2 separate regions of the Danio rerio genome follow, and region 2 is linked to region 1. Evidence: chromatin contacts called from public Hi-C data. All regions are on one chromosome and are shown on one strand. Each heading gives the region's core, a stretch centred on a gene start, on an enhancer-like site or on the middle of the called end of the contact. The rest is flanking DNA. Distances are from core to core; before and after follow the strand shown. Region 1 overlaps exoc3 (exocyst complex component 3). Region 2 holds the start of ahrrb (aryl-hydrocarbon receptor repressor b).

Region 1 (6,378 bases), core at 201-2,700:
GCTGAGGTCTTCAAACTGACCGATCCTGCTCTACTGTACCTGGAGGTGTCCACCCTGGTCTCCAAATATCCTGACATCAGGTCAGACTCGGTGGTGGTAGAGAATAAAAAAAGTGTCACTTTCCTTTTTATGTAGAGATATCCGAGTTTATTGATTTATTTTCGGCTTAGTCTCTTATTAATCAAGGATTGCCACGGCGGAATGAACCGCCAACTTATCTAGCATATGTTTTACACAGCAGATGCCCTTCCAGCTGCAACCCAATGCTGGGAAACGCCCATACACTCTTGCATTCACGATCATACACTACGACCCGTTTAGTTTATTCAATTCACCTGTACTACATGTCTTTGGACTTGTGGGGGAATCCGGAGAACCCTGGGCTCAGGGAGAACATGCAAACTATACACAGACACCAACTGACCCAGCCGGTCCTCGAACCAGCAATCTACATGCCGTGAGGCGATCATGCTACACACTGTGCCACCGTGACGCCCCTCAGTTATATATATTATCGTTTATATGAAACCAGATTATGTACATTTTTATTTCCACAGACATATTAAGATATTTGTCAATAACTCTTCCATCTCTTTCTCCATCCTCTAATAGAGAGGAGCACATCCTGGCGCTGTTAGCCATCCGAGGAGATGCCAGTCGAGAAATGAGACAGACCATCATAGAGACTCTGAACCAGAACAAACCGTCCACCTCCTCCAACTTTCAGCCCGTCTTCAGAGACATCATTGTGCCAACCATCAGCATGACCTCCATGACCTCAATGGCTGTGCCCAAACTGCTGAAATAACCTGGAGCCTTTGCTGAGCTACTAACAGGTCACAGAACCGAGTGTTGACTCCTTCCCTCAATGCACTTTGGAAATGCGTTTGCTGCCAGCACAGTGGAAACATGAGTGGCAGGAGCTCTTATTGAGGTTACAGTTACTGATGATTTATGATCACTTGATGTACAGAAACATGTTTTTTTTTTCTTTTAGCTTGTTCTACTTAAAGATGAAACAAAGGAATAGTTCACCTAAAAACATATACAAGTTCAGTCGATGGTGCTGATAGCCTAGTGGACAGTGCACCATCATTTACTCATCCTCCATTAGTTACAAACCAGTTTGAGTTTCTTTCTACTGATGAACACAAAAGAAGATATTTAGAAGAATGTTGAAAACTGGTTACCATTGACTTCCGTAGTATGTCTTTATCCTATTATGGATGTCAATGGTTGCCAGTTGTATTAACAAAACTCAAATGTTTAGAGCGAATTGAGGGTGAGGAAATCATAAGTATGTTTTCATTTTTGGGTGAACTGTCCCTTTAAGAGGCGTCATTTGCTTTCAGTTACTTCTTTCCCATCAGTCACCGGTGAATTAGCTTTTCACACGACTAGAGTTTGACACTATTATAATAAGCCTCCTGCTGGACGCTTTCATGAACTGCAATGAACCACTGAACTGTCAGTTTTCATTTCAATAAAATCCAGATTAACACTAAGTGACCCACACACACTGATTTATGGTGTTGGATTAAACTGTAGGTCATCTCTGTTTGCACACACACACGCCCTGGATCAGCGCAGACAGCTTGCGTGACTATTCAAATATTTAATCCATTCACTCTTCTGATTGGTCATGCAAGAATAGAAAGGGGGAGGGGCTTTGGGGGGTTTTCTGTGTGAGAAAAGACAGACGTGCCGCTCATGCTGTATTATTATTATTATGGTGATGGTGGTTGTGTTTAGACTGGATTATTGCTATGCTTTATAATTATAATATTTTAAGAACTAAACATTTTAAACGGTTACTCTATCACGCGACTTCACATGTAATTCTAAGATTAGTCTATGGTAGATTTTATATATAGTGCTTCAATTTAATTACTTTAATCACACTTATTTTTAGATGTCTGATTATCTCTTAAGATTTTTTTCCTCTTATTTAATTAAAAACAAACAAAGACCTAAAATAAATATAAAGTAAAACAAGTTTATTTTTATTTGATTTCATGTGATGTTTATTTTAACCCTTGTGCTTTGTTCAAATTTACTACCCTTTTGTTATGTTCCGGATGAAAACATCCAGTAAATTAAACTGCTGTGAAAATGCATCAGATAAATATTTTTTTGCATAAACTACTAAATTGCTTTGAAAATTACAGGATTTTCACTCTTTAATTGCCAAATTCATAAATTATGTCACTGATTTTGTGAAAACACACACACAAAATGACGTATTTTAAATATGAAAAATAATTGTGGACTGGATTTTTCTTTAGGTTTTATCAAAGTTTTGGACATGTGAAACAACATTGACTTTGATGCATTGTTTTTAAATGATTTTCTTTTTTTCTCCCTAATTTACTGTTGGTGGCTGTTTTTGCCCCATTCTCGTCCATTATAACCACATTTATTTGATTGCAAAACCATGACACCATATAATCATGCAGTTTTGATTGTTGGTGGTTTTTCCTGTTGGAAAGGGGTGAAAATTTGTCATTTTTACTCTTGATCATTAGTTGGCACCATTAACCCGTTAGATGTGCAAAAGTCTAAGACTATCAAAGACTTCAAACTTTTTAAACTGAAAAAATAAGAGAAATCCAACTTTGATCAAAGTCTTGGACACAAACACTATAAAACATTGGCTTTGATGCATTGTTAGATTTTCAATTTTTCCCTAATTGACTGTTGATGGCTGTTTTAGCCCCATTGTCTTCCATTATAAGCACATTTGTGCATAAACACAGTCTTTGCTTTAGTTACTCCATGTAGTTCTGAGATGCATACTTGGATTTTCTCAGACACATCAAGGTAAGTGCTAAAGGTCTCACACACACACACACACACACACACACATTAATTTATACACCATATAAAATCCAGAAACTAAGCTTTTTTTTGCACAGGCCTATCTAAAGGGTTGATGGCGCCAACTGATGATCAACAGTGAAAATTATTTATTTTACTTCTTTCTAACATGGAAAACCATGATAATATGGTGTCATGGTTTTACAATAAAAATGTGATTATAAAGGAAATCAATGGGGCAAAAACAGCCACCAACAGCAAATTGAGGAAAAAAATTAAATCTATCAAAAACAGTGCAAAGGCAATGTTGCTTCAAAGACTGTGATAAAAGGATTAAAAACCAGTCCACAGTTAATTTATATATTGAAAATATGTCATTTTGTGTGTTTTTTCACCAAATCAGAAATATCACTTATGAATCTGGCAGTTAAAGAGTAAATCCTGTAGTTTTCTAAACAATTAAGCAGTTTTGATCTGGACGGAGATATAAATATTTATCTAAAGCATTTTTACAGCAGTTAATTCAGTGGATGTTTTCATCCAAACATAAAAAATAGAAGTAAATTTGCCAAGATTGTTGAGTTCTTTAAAAATTTCAAAAGCATTTTCTCAAAATATGTGTCAAAATAAGATTTGATAAGACCAAAAATCGTTTCGCTAGCCGAAACAGAGAAAGTTATGGCCAAATTAAGACTCAAAAATCACCCCAGAGCGGATGAAAACATCCCCAACAGCCTATAAGGGTTAATTGAAATCTCCTTGATGGTGACCTCAGTATGTTTATATTTGACAGCGATGTTTATAAATGCAATAGTGGTATTATTGCTATAATCTGAGATTAATATTATTAATTGTTGTGAAAATATTATTCATTGATGTTAACTAATGCAGATTAATAATATTAATCACAATCAGGGTTGGTATTGCTTTAAAAAAGTCAAATCAAATTCATGTGAAAATTTCAGTAAAAACTAGAGCTGGGCAGTTAATCGAAAAGTAATTGAAATCGACATTGAGATCCTACAATCGATCTAATTTCTCCAGGTCAATTTTTTTAAATTACTTTCCCTACCATTTGTGGAGTGACGTGACCCTGCTCTGTTAAGGCTAATTTATACTATTATAATATGATGATTTATATTTATTATATTATTCTAATATACTTATGCCATGCGAACGCATTCGGCCCGGCGCAGCCTTCGCACACACACGCGCACCTCTCAAAAAAATTTACCTACACGTCACAAAGCTTTGTGATTGGTCAGTTTGGTAGTGGTGATGAGAGTGGGCGGAGCAGTCACGTTTTAGTCAATGTCTGTTTTATTTATTTATTTTTTCTGTTTTAATGTGTTTTATTAGTTGTTCAGCGTTAATGTTCAATAACTAATCATAGATAGTAAATAGTGTTTACTTCAATTAATTTAAAATCAAACAATGCACCCTACACTTCTCACTTGTAATATGTGAGATTTACTATACAAAACTTAGTAAATCTTATACAAAAACATAAAATAATCGTTTATTTATCGAGAGTTAAAAATGTTCAATTAATCGAGATTTTGATTTTAGGCCAAATTGCCCAGCCCTAGTAAGATCAAATGATGTTAGGAAAAGAAGTTCATTTTATCAAAATAATACAGCATCTGAATCTTGTGTGTGTGTGTGTGTGTGTGTGTGTGTGTACATCCAATCCCATCAAAAGAAACCCAACAAAATGAGTTTTTTTCCGTTTATTGCTAATATCTTGACATAAACGATCAAATCTGCACCCCAAAAATGCAAATGTAACCAGATTAATTTGACCTCTCAGTACAGATTAATCAACATTTGCATATGAAATACAGTAAACGTAAACTCAGAGGCAGATACCAAACCTCGCTCATACAGTACAGCTTCATAAATCTATAAAATAAAAAAAGTGTAACGAATACAGTCGACAGACTCCAACCTCGAGTAGTTCACTCCCTTTAGAATCTATTTACAGATTAGTAACGATTTACCAAACCGAACGAATGCACGTTTAGAAACCTGCAACACACTGCGCTTGTGGAAATCGGTTATACACTCAAATCGCATGTTACGAACCGGAAATGTGCTTAAAAACACCTGGACAAGCACGAAAAGCTCGAAAGAAAGCCCTTCGTCAAAAATCTCTTGAAAATATCAAAATAAAATCCTTTCATGTATTATTTTCTCAATACAAACATGCCAAATCTCCATATATATATAGATATATAAAAAGAAAACTTTAGGGCTGCTTTGGCAAAATTGCAATAAGATCTCAGAAATGTTAAATATGTACTTTAAACACAGAAGAATTAAGACTTTTCAACGCACGTCTAGCTGCTTGCATGGCAATATAGGCACAAACGTTCGCCTTCTGGTACTTTTGACTGAGAAATATGATTTTCAACACACAAGCAGATATCAAGGATGCTCAAAGAGTTGTCCTATGTTAACGAAATCTTTTTTTTTATTTACTCCTTTTGGCTAGAATTTCAAATGTCAAAACCACATTTGCTCGAACAGTGCTTTAGGATATTCATCAAGGATTTTTGAAAGATTCAGAACACTTAAAGGGACCGATTAACAACAACAACGACGACGATGACAAAAGAAGAAAATTTGCTGTTAGTTTATTCATTCTCAGGTCATTCAAGATGTAGGTCACGTTTTATTTGTTGTTGTAGGAATTAAATAAGATTTTTTTCCTCAAACAATGTTGCTCGAGGATTCAAAAAATGCAAGTAAACATTAAAAAGTGGATCAAAACACAGAATAAGGGATAGTTCACTCAAAACTGAAGATTCTGTGATCATTTACTCACTCTTCAGTAGTCACAAACCTGATTTTGTTGTTCACAAAAGAAGATATTTTGAAGAAAGTAACCATTGAGTTCTATATTATAAAATGGTTATAGGTTTCCAGCATGCTTCTTTAACAGAATAAACATGTTTATAACTGCTTAAGAGTGAGTAAATGGTAAATAATTATCATTTCTGGGTAAAATATCCATTTAACAACTGTGGCTTCTGACAATAGTTGACAAATGAATCAGTCTGTGGTGATAATATAGATTTTTTTTGCAGCTACAAATTTTCTTTAACGCTCTTCTGAAATCAAAACCAAAGATTCACCTACATCTTAAATGCCCTGAGGTTGTTTAAATTGACCACAAATTTTGATTAATATTTTTTTTTTGAGGGGATGAACTAATGTAGATTCTCCTACATGAATTTAGGGCTGATTCTGCAGGTGCCCTATATGATCAGAGCATGTCAATGAGAGGCAGTACTGTAGATTCTTGGGGTTTCAGTGCATTTCAAATAAACACGACTCACATTTTAATCAGAGATCAACATTTGTAGTGCATCACGTTCAGAAAATGACAAACCAACTGTGTATAATGTCGCAAGAGCATCATTATACGCTTCAGAGAACTGCATAATAACAAAACGAGAACTTCCAAAATAATCATTGATAGTATTTTTTTTCTCCTTGTTGTTTTTCTCTTGTATAAAAAGCCTATAAAGATTCACCCGTGTCAGAAACCAAAAATAC
Region 2 (6,256 bases), core at 1,006-3,505, 93 kb before region 1:
TTTTTTTATTAAGATGATGTATAAATCTCATTAAAAAAGTGTTGTGGTCCAGGGCACATTTTAGATTAGCTTAAAACGCATCTGTACTTTAACTTAACACTCTTAATGCTTTACGGAGTCCCGGAAGGGATGTGATGGTGGGGAAAAAAATAAAAAATGGGTGGGTGAAATAAACTGAGTGATAAAAAAACATGTATATTACGTTTTAAACCCGGATCAGCTTCTGCACACCCCATTTAAACTTTAGCTAAACATTTAAACTTTCACTTTAGTTCCTTTTTAAATGGCAATACAGAAGCTGAGCTGAGATTGGTTTACCACATAGAGCGCATCCGTCAGTCAGCGCTTATACATGCATTCACTGATTCAGAGGCTGCATAGGAAGGGCGATGATCGACACACAGCTTTAATAGAAAGTCACTGCAGACATTTTTATATTCATTTCAATGTGCTTTCAAGAAAAAAATATGGGAAAATACCTAATGATAGGAAGATTGTGTGTGTGTTGTGTGTGTGTGTGTGTGTGTGTGTGTGTGTGTGTGTGTGTGTGTGTGTGTGTGTGTGTGTGTGTGTGTGTGTGTGTGTGTGTGTGTGTGTGTGTAAAATAAATTCAAAACTCTCTCTGTAAATGCCTTTTTCTGTTTTAGGATCATATCATCATAGAGCTGACTAAAACAGGGCTGAAAAAGATCAGTGAGGATGGAGAAGAACCCGTCTCTGAGGATGATCCGTTTCTGGTTGTGAATCCCAATTATATACTGGAAGACTAATCCAAGCTGGATTTACCAATCTTGATCATTTTTACTGAAAAAAATAAAGTGATAAATAAATGTTTCTTTTTTGCATCCTTTTGCCATGTGTTTGTTTGAACACTAGGTGGCGGCATGTTTCAGTTCATCTCAATATTTATAGCTGTCAGTAGTTTGAAGCCATTATATTGGTGGACATTTGGGCATTTCATGTTTTAGCCTTCTATCCTAATGTGAAAACTGATGTATAATTCAATGTAATAAGAAGTGGAGTATTAGATGGAGGTCTTATTTAAAGAAATGTAGCATAATCTGAGTGATCTGAACGATTTATAATTATACAGCTATAAATTATACAGCTATTTAGCATAATGAAAATAAGATGTAATATAAATTATACAGCTACTTAGCATAATGAAAATAAGATGTATTATAAATTGGATTTACTGTCTGGTCCTTATTGCCACCAGCTGGTTTGAAGATATTGATTGCTTATTAAAATTTGAATGATATTAATAGTCTAAGTTCAACTTTTGTGTAAATTAACCTTTACTTTAATGGGCATAGACTATCCCACATGGAAAGGTAGAATATTAACTTGTAGTATTAAATGGTGCTGTATTTACATGGGTCATACTATGCTAAAGTTATTGAATTATACCTCTCAAGTACTTCAATTAATCTGTTGTGGTAATTATAGTTGCATAATGGCAAAATAAGCAATAGTAATACAACGCATATAGTAATATATGCAAATTACCTCCAACTGCACAAAGTTTACTCCATCTTAAAGTGGTATTTTGTACTACTGCACACAGTTTAAAACGCTACAGTAGTTTATTTCAGCATGTTCAAGATTTTACAGTATGCGGTCATTGTGAACTTATTACAATAAGTTTTACTTATAGCATATGGTTCAAAAACACTAGTGTTTACTGCAAATTATAGTATTTTTTTTCATGTGGACTTAAATACCCTATGCATTTTCAAATTAGATATATAATAATTAGATATATAAATTAGATATATAAAATAGTAATAATAATAATAATAATATCAACGTATATTTGTGAATTGTAGGTGTAAGCAGATAGACCCTAACATTACAATGTTGATTTTACTGTATGCACTGGAATAGGGAATTGCGTCTGTGCGCGTGCGTGCGTGCGTGCGTAATAAATGCGCGCGCCTGCCAGAGTGACTATAAAACGACAGCGCGCGAGTGATGTGTCCGCTCAGTCAAGAGTTTATTCCGTCATTTTGACATTTTAGGATGGTTTGCCTTAAATTAAAATAGCTATTCAAGGTCAGTTCAAGTTATCGTCGGCTGTATGTGGATTTTGGTGAGTTTTCATCTATGTTCAGTTACTGTCTGCAGGACTAATTGTCGGTTTATATTTTCTCTGAGGTAATTTTTGTAACGGCTTCTGCTGCGTCTTTGTTTATACGCTTCTGATTCTGATTCTGTTCTCTTATGTTTTCTCACATGATTAAAGCTGTTTTCAGCGCCTGTCAGTTGTAAGATATTTGGAGAAGATGATTCCACCTGGAGACTGTCTGTATGCTGGGAGAAAGAGGAGAAAACCTGTGCAGAAACAGTTGAGTAACGTTAGTTTATTAGCATGTCTGTGTTTCTGGTAGTACGAATAATACAAAACAATAATGGGAAAATCAGTAATTAATAATAATTTGCGTAGTAATCATGAATGATAATGTTCCATATTCATATGTACAATGAATCTGAAGAATGACACTGTATGATGATAATAAATACGTTAACTTATGTCTATTTGTAAAGTAGGAATAGTTTGTCAACATTTAAAGTTCATGATGATTTTAAAGTTAACTTCAATGTCAGTGAACTAAATAAAAAGAGAAAACTACGATGAAACATCTTTATTATGATTAGAAATTTTCGATATTATGTTTGGAGATTTATTTGAGCAGGGCATACTAATGACATTTGAACAATTAAGATTAAAGTTTCCCCTTCTGTTAAACATTTTTAAAAATATATTCAGGTGAGACACTATATTACCACAATGCAAAAGGTTAATTTAGGACCTCTCTCTTCCCTCCCAATAGATGCTATTATAAGAAAGAGAAAAGAACCCGAAGGATTTGTGTCTTATATGTATAGCAACCTTAACGGCTTGTGTGGGATGGTAGTGTCATCTTCAAGACTCAAATGGTAGAATGATTTAAAATGCATTTATGATCAAGATACTTGGGAACATATCTGTAAAAGTGCCTTAACATTTTCGTTTAATAATTAACATAGATTAATACAATTTAATATTTTACAGGGTATATTATACACCTGATCGATTGCACAAGATAAGTGATTCAAATTTAGAGTGTTGCTCTAGATGTCAGATTGAGGTTGGTACATTATTTCATATGTTTTGGACATGTTCCAAACTTAAAACCTATTGGAGAAAAATAATACAAACTATTAGTAAAATTGCCAATGTTAACCTTTTACCTGATCCAAGATTTATGTTACAATCAAATGAAAAATTTACGTTTTAATTAAAATGGCTCTGATAGCAGCAAAGAAATGTATTGCTATACATTGGAAATCAGTAGAACCGCCAAGTCATATTGTATGGCTTAGAGAACTTTCTTCTTATGTTCCTGTTAAAAAAATAATGTTTAATCTTAAAAAAAAAACTCTTTAATGTTTAAGAAGACTTGGGGTAAATTTATTGAATACATGAATAATTTAGACTGAAAATACGGATGGAAAAGTATGACACTATTGCTTTAATCCTTTATTAGTCGTTATTGTTTGTTTATTTCCTCTTAATTTACAGTATGTCTATTTAAGTGTTCTGTCTTGTGAGGGTGGGAAAGGGGTGGAGGGTGGTTAGAAAAGAATGTTTACATGTATAAATTATTGATGTAAAAATAATAAAGAATATATTGATTATAAAAAAGAAATTTTCGATATCAATAATTATAATTGAATGTTGATTCATGTTCAAGCATGGTGATATTTATATTGTTATTATAAATTGTAGTATAATTAACAATAACATTTGAGCAATTCCAGCATTATGGATGTGACATTTGCAGTAAAAACTCAAAACATAAATTCACAGAAAAAGTATGTGAACATTATATTGAAGCATCTGTTTATATTTCTCAAAACAGCTAACCACAGAGTTACGACGTCTGAAAAATGTCAATCTGTAAATATTTATTATAATGTAAATAAAGAAATTAGACATGCTTTACGGATGTGACCAAAAAGTCTGTGAGTTTACAAGATTCATTATACTTTATAGAAATTCTGTGTTAAACTGCACAACCCAAAATATACAATGCTTATCAGAAAGATAAGAGTTAGCTCTCTATTAAACAAACATGATTGATTTTATTTTATTTTACATGTTTTTCTTTATGAGGAAAAAGCTTCATAGATGTGACGTGAAATTACCACTTGTGAATTTAGTAAACCTAATATAGTTGTTTGAAAACATTGGTAGACATTTATGAATATTTTTACAGTACTGTGAAATACAAGCCTACACAAAAAACTTGGAAAGGGTTTCGCTATTTTGGTGAATACTTTTTTTTTCATGGGAAGGTTTACATTTGCACAGAATTGGTCATTTATATAATATTTATAGTAAAATAATAATAATGATAATAATAATAATTATTATTATTATTAATATTAATATTTAATTTTAATTTCAAGGTCTTTATTTAATTGCCACATCAGTAACTTAGGGCTATTTTCATGGCAAAATTGTACATAAAAATAATTTATGATTAAAAACAAATTCGTACTACAATAAAAAGTTACAGACAAATATTTTTCATTTAAATTTTATATAAGTAACTTAAAATTCTTTCTGGTGGTACCTTTTTTAAATGCCCATTGTAGTACTCTCCTTATAAAAATGTTGTCTAATGTTATTCAAACACAATCTAATCATATCCCAACAAATTATGTTTCTGGAATATCAAGGTCTGAAGTTCATCAGTACTGTTATTTACTTGCAAGACAAATAAAAGATCTCAATGACAGAGATATATAAATACCATTTTGAAAAACAAAAATGAAATAAAACGTAAAATATAATTATTGGTATGCTTACAATACTAATGATTATTTAACCACTGTCATTACAAATAAAACCAAGAAAGAATGTTATTATTAAAAATAATAACATTTTTGTTCATACATACAAAACAAAATGATTCATTGATCATACAACATAACAGATACATTTTGTTAATATGTTTACTAGTAAAATATTTATGATTACTGTTCTTATTTTTTGTATTATTAGTGTTATTGTGACTATTTGTGGTTGTAATCATAATAGACTTAATATAGATTTATTTATTTATTTATTTATTTCAGGGTTCTTGCATGACCATTTTATGACAATAACCAAAACAGTAAGACAAATATTATAGTATATATTATATTTGGCAAAAGTATAAATCATATTATGTAATGTGTAATGTTATGTCATGTTCACGTTAATAATTCGATTATTCCACCAGCGTGTCAAGCTGCTAGTAAGTGTGTTGATATGTGAGTGGTGTTCGTGTCAGTTAGTCGCTTGGATGCCACACGTGTTTGAAGTGTCACGTTAAATTATAGTTTGTATCATCAGGAAACCAGAGAAAGCAGATCAGAAATCGAATCCATCCAAGCGGCACCGTGACCGTCTGAATGCAGAGCTGGACCGGCTGGCGAGTCTCCTGCCGTTCAGTGCAGAGGTCATCACTAAACTGGACAAACTGTCAGTGCTGAGACTCAGCGTCAGCTTCCTGCGGGTCAAGAGCTTTTTTCAAGGTAAGGAGTGTTTCATTGGGAGTTTTAGCGTTTAAATGTTGCTTTTCAGTGATGCTTTGTTTAGGTGATTGTCGTTCTTCTGTCATAAATGATGAATGTTAATGAATAGTTGCTTGTAGAATGAAAGGTTAAATGATGTCATGTGTATATAAAAAAGCAGAATTATGACGTTTTAATTCGATTTATTTATTTGGAGCAGTATAATTGCACTCTTAAACTTTTAAAAACAATTATTGATACACAAATACATTTAATCTGATCATAATTAACAAAATCTGTGTACACTCAAAATAGCAATTGATTTTAACCGGTTTGTGATGAAGCACAAGCTTATTATTTAGAAGACAGTTTCAGACGGCATTTAGAGATTTTGCGTCTGAACACTTCAAATACATTATTTTTGATAAGTAGAAAAAATAAATTGTGCTCTTTATGTATTTGTGATTAATAAGGCTTTATGATATAGTAACAAATTATTAAAGTTGAACATGGATATACACTAGTGTGAAAAAGTGTTTGCCCTCTTTCTGATTTCTTATTTTTTAGCTGTTTGTCACACATTAAAGTTTCAGATTATCAAACAAATTAAAATTTTAGTCAAAGATAGCACAAGTTAACTCATCATACAGTTTTGAAATGCAAGTTCATTATAGAAAACAAAATACAGAAATACATAGCCCTGTGTCAA

What was found. A called contact is a pair of places that touch in the nucleus more often than the background predicts.
Region 2: a contact with region 1 is called in a Hi-C map of an unstated tissue, with 4 times the contacts expected there. The contact joins the promoter of ahrrb here to the enhancer-like site in region 1. A contact is called at or near these places in 3 of 18 Hi-C or Micro-C datasets (caudal fin, hematopoietic stem cells and an unstated tissue) and 1 of 4 datasets of contacts at active chromatin or transcription factors (caudal fin).

The regions. Positions count from the first base shown.
Region 1 is chr2:53,468,058-53,474,435 of GRCz12tu, reverse strand. exoc3 (exocyst complex component 3) reads left to right here. Exons shown (of 13, transcript NM_212715.1): 12 at 1-80; 13 at 613-1,505. The coding sequence ends at 808. zcchc2 (zinc finger, CCHC domain containing 2) reads right to left here. Exons shown (of 14, transcript XM_021471308.3): 14 at 4,533-6,378. Among named protein-coding and RNA genes, the nearest start is that of exoc3, 23 kb to the left of the region's middle. Within about 2 kb of position 1,450, at least 7 of the 62 cell types and tissues checked have an H3K27ac peak or open chromatin away from gene starts, as enhancers often do.
Region 2 is chr2:53,562,455-53,568,710 of GRCz12tu, reverse strand. It overlaps ahrrb (aryl-hydrocarbon receptor repressor b), which reads left to right and starts at 2,255. Exons shown (of 8, transcript NM_001033920.1): 1 at 2,255-2,347; 2 at 5,387-5,568. The coding sequence starts at 2,286. mcm6l (MCM6 minichromosome maintenance deficient 6, like) reads left to right here. Exons shown (of 17, transcript NM_001025533.1): 17 at 648-845. The coding sequence ends at 770.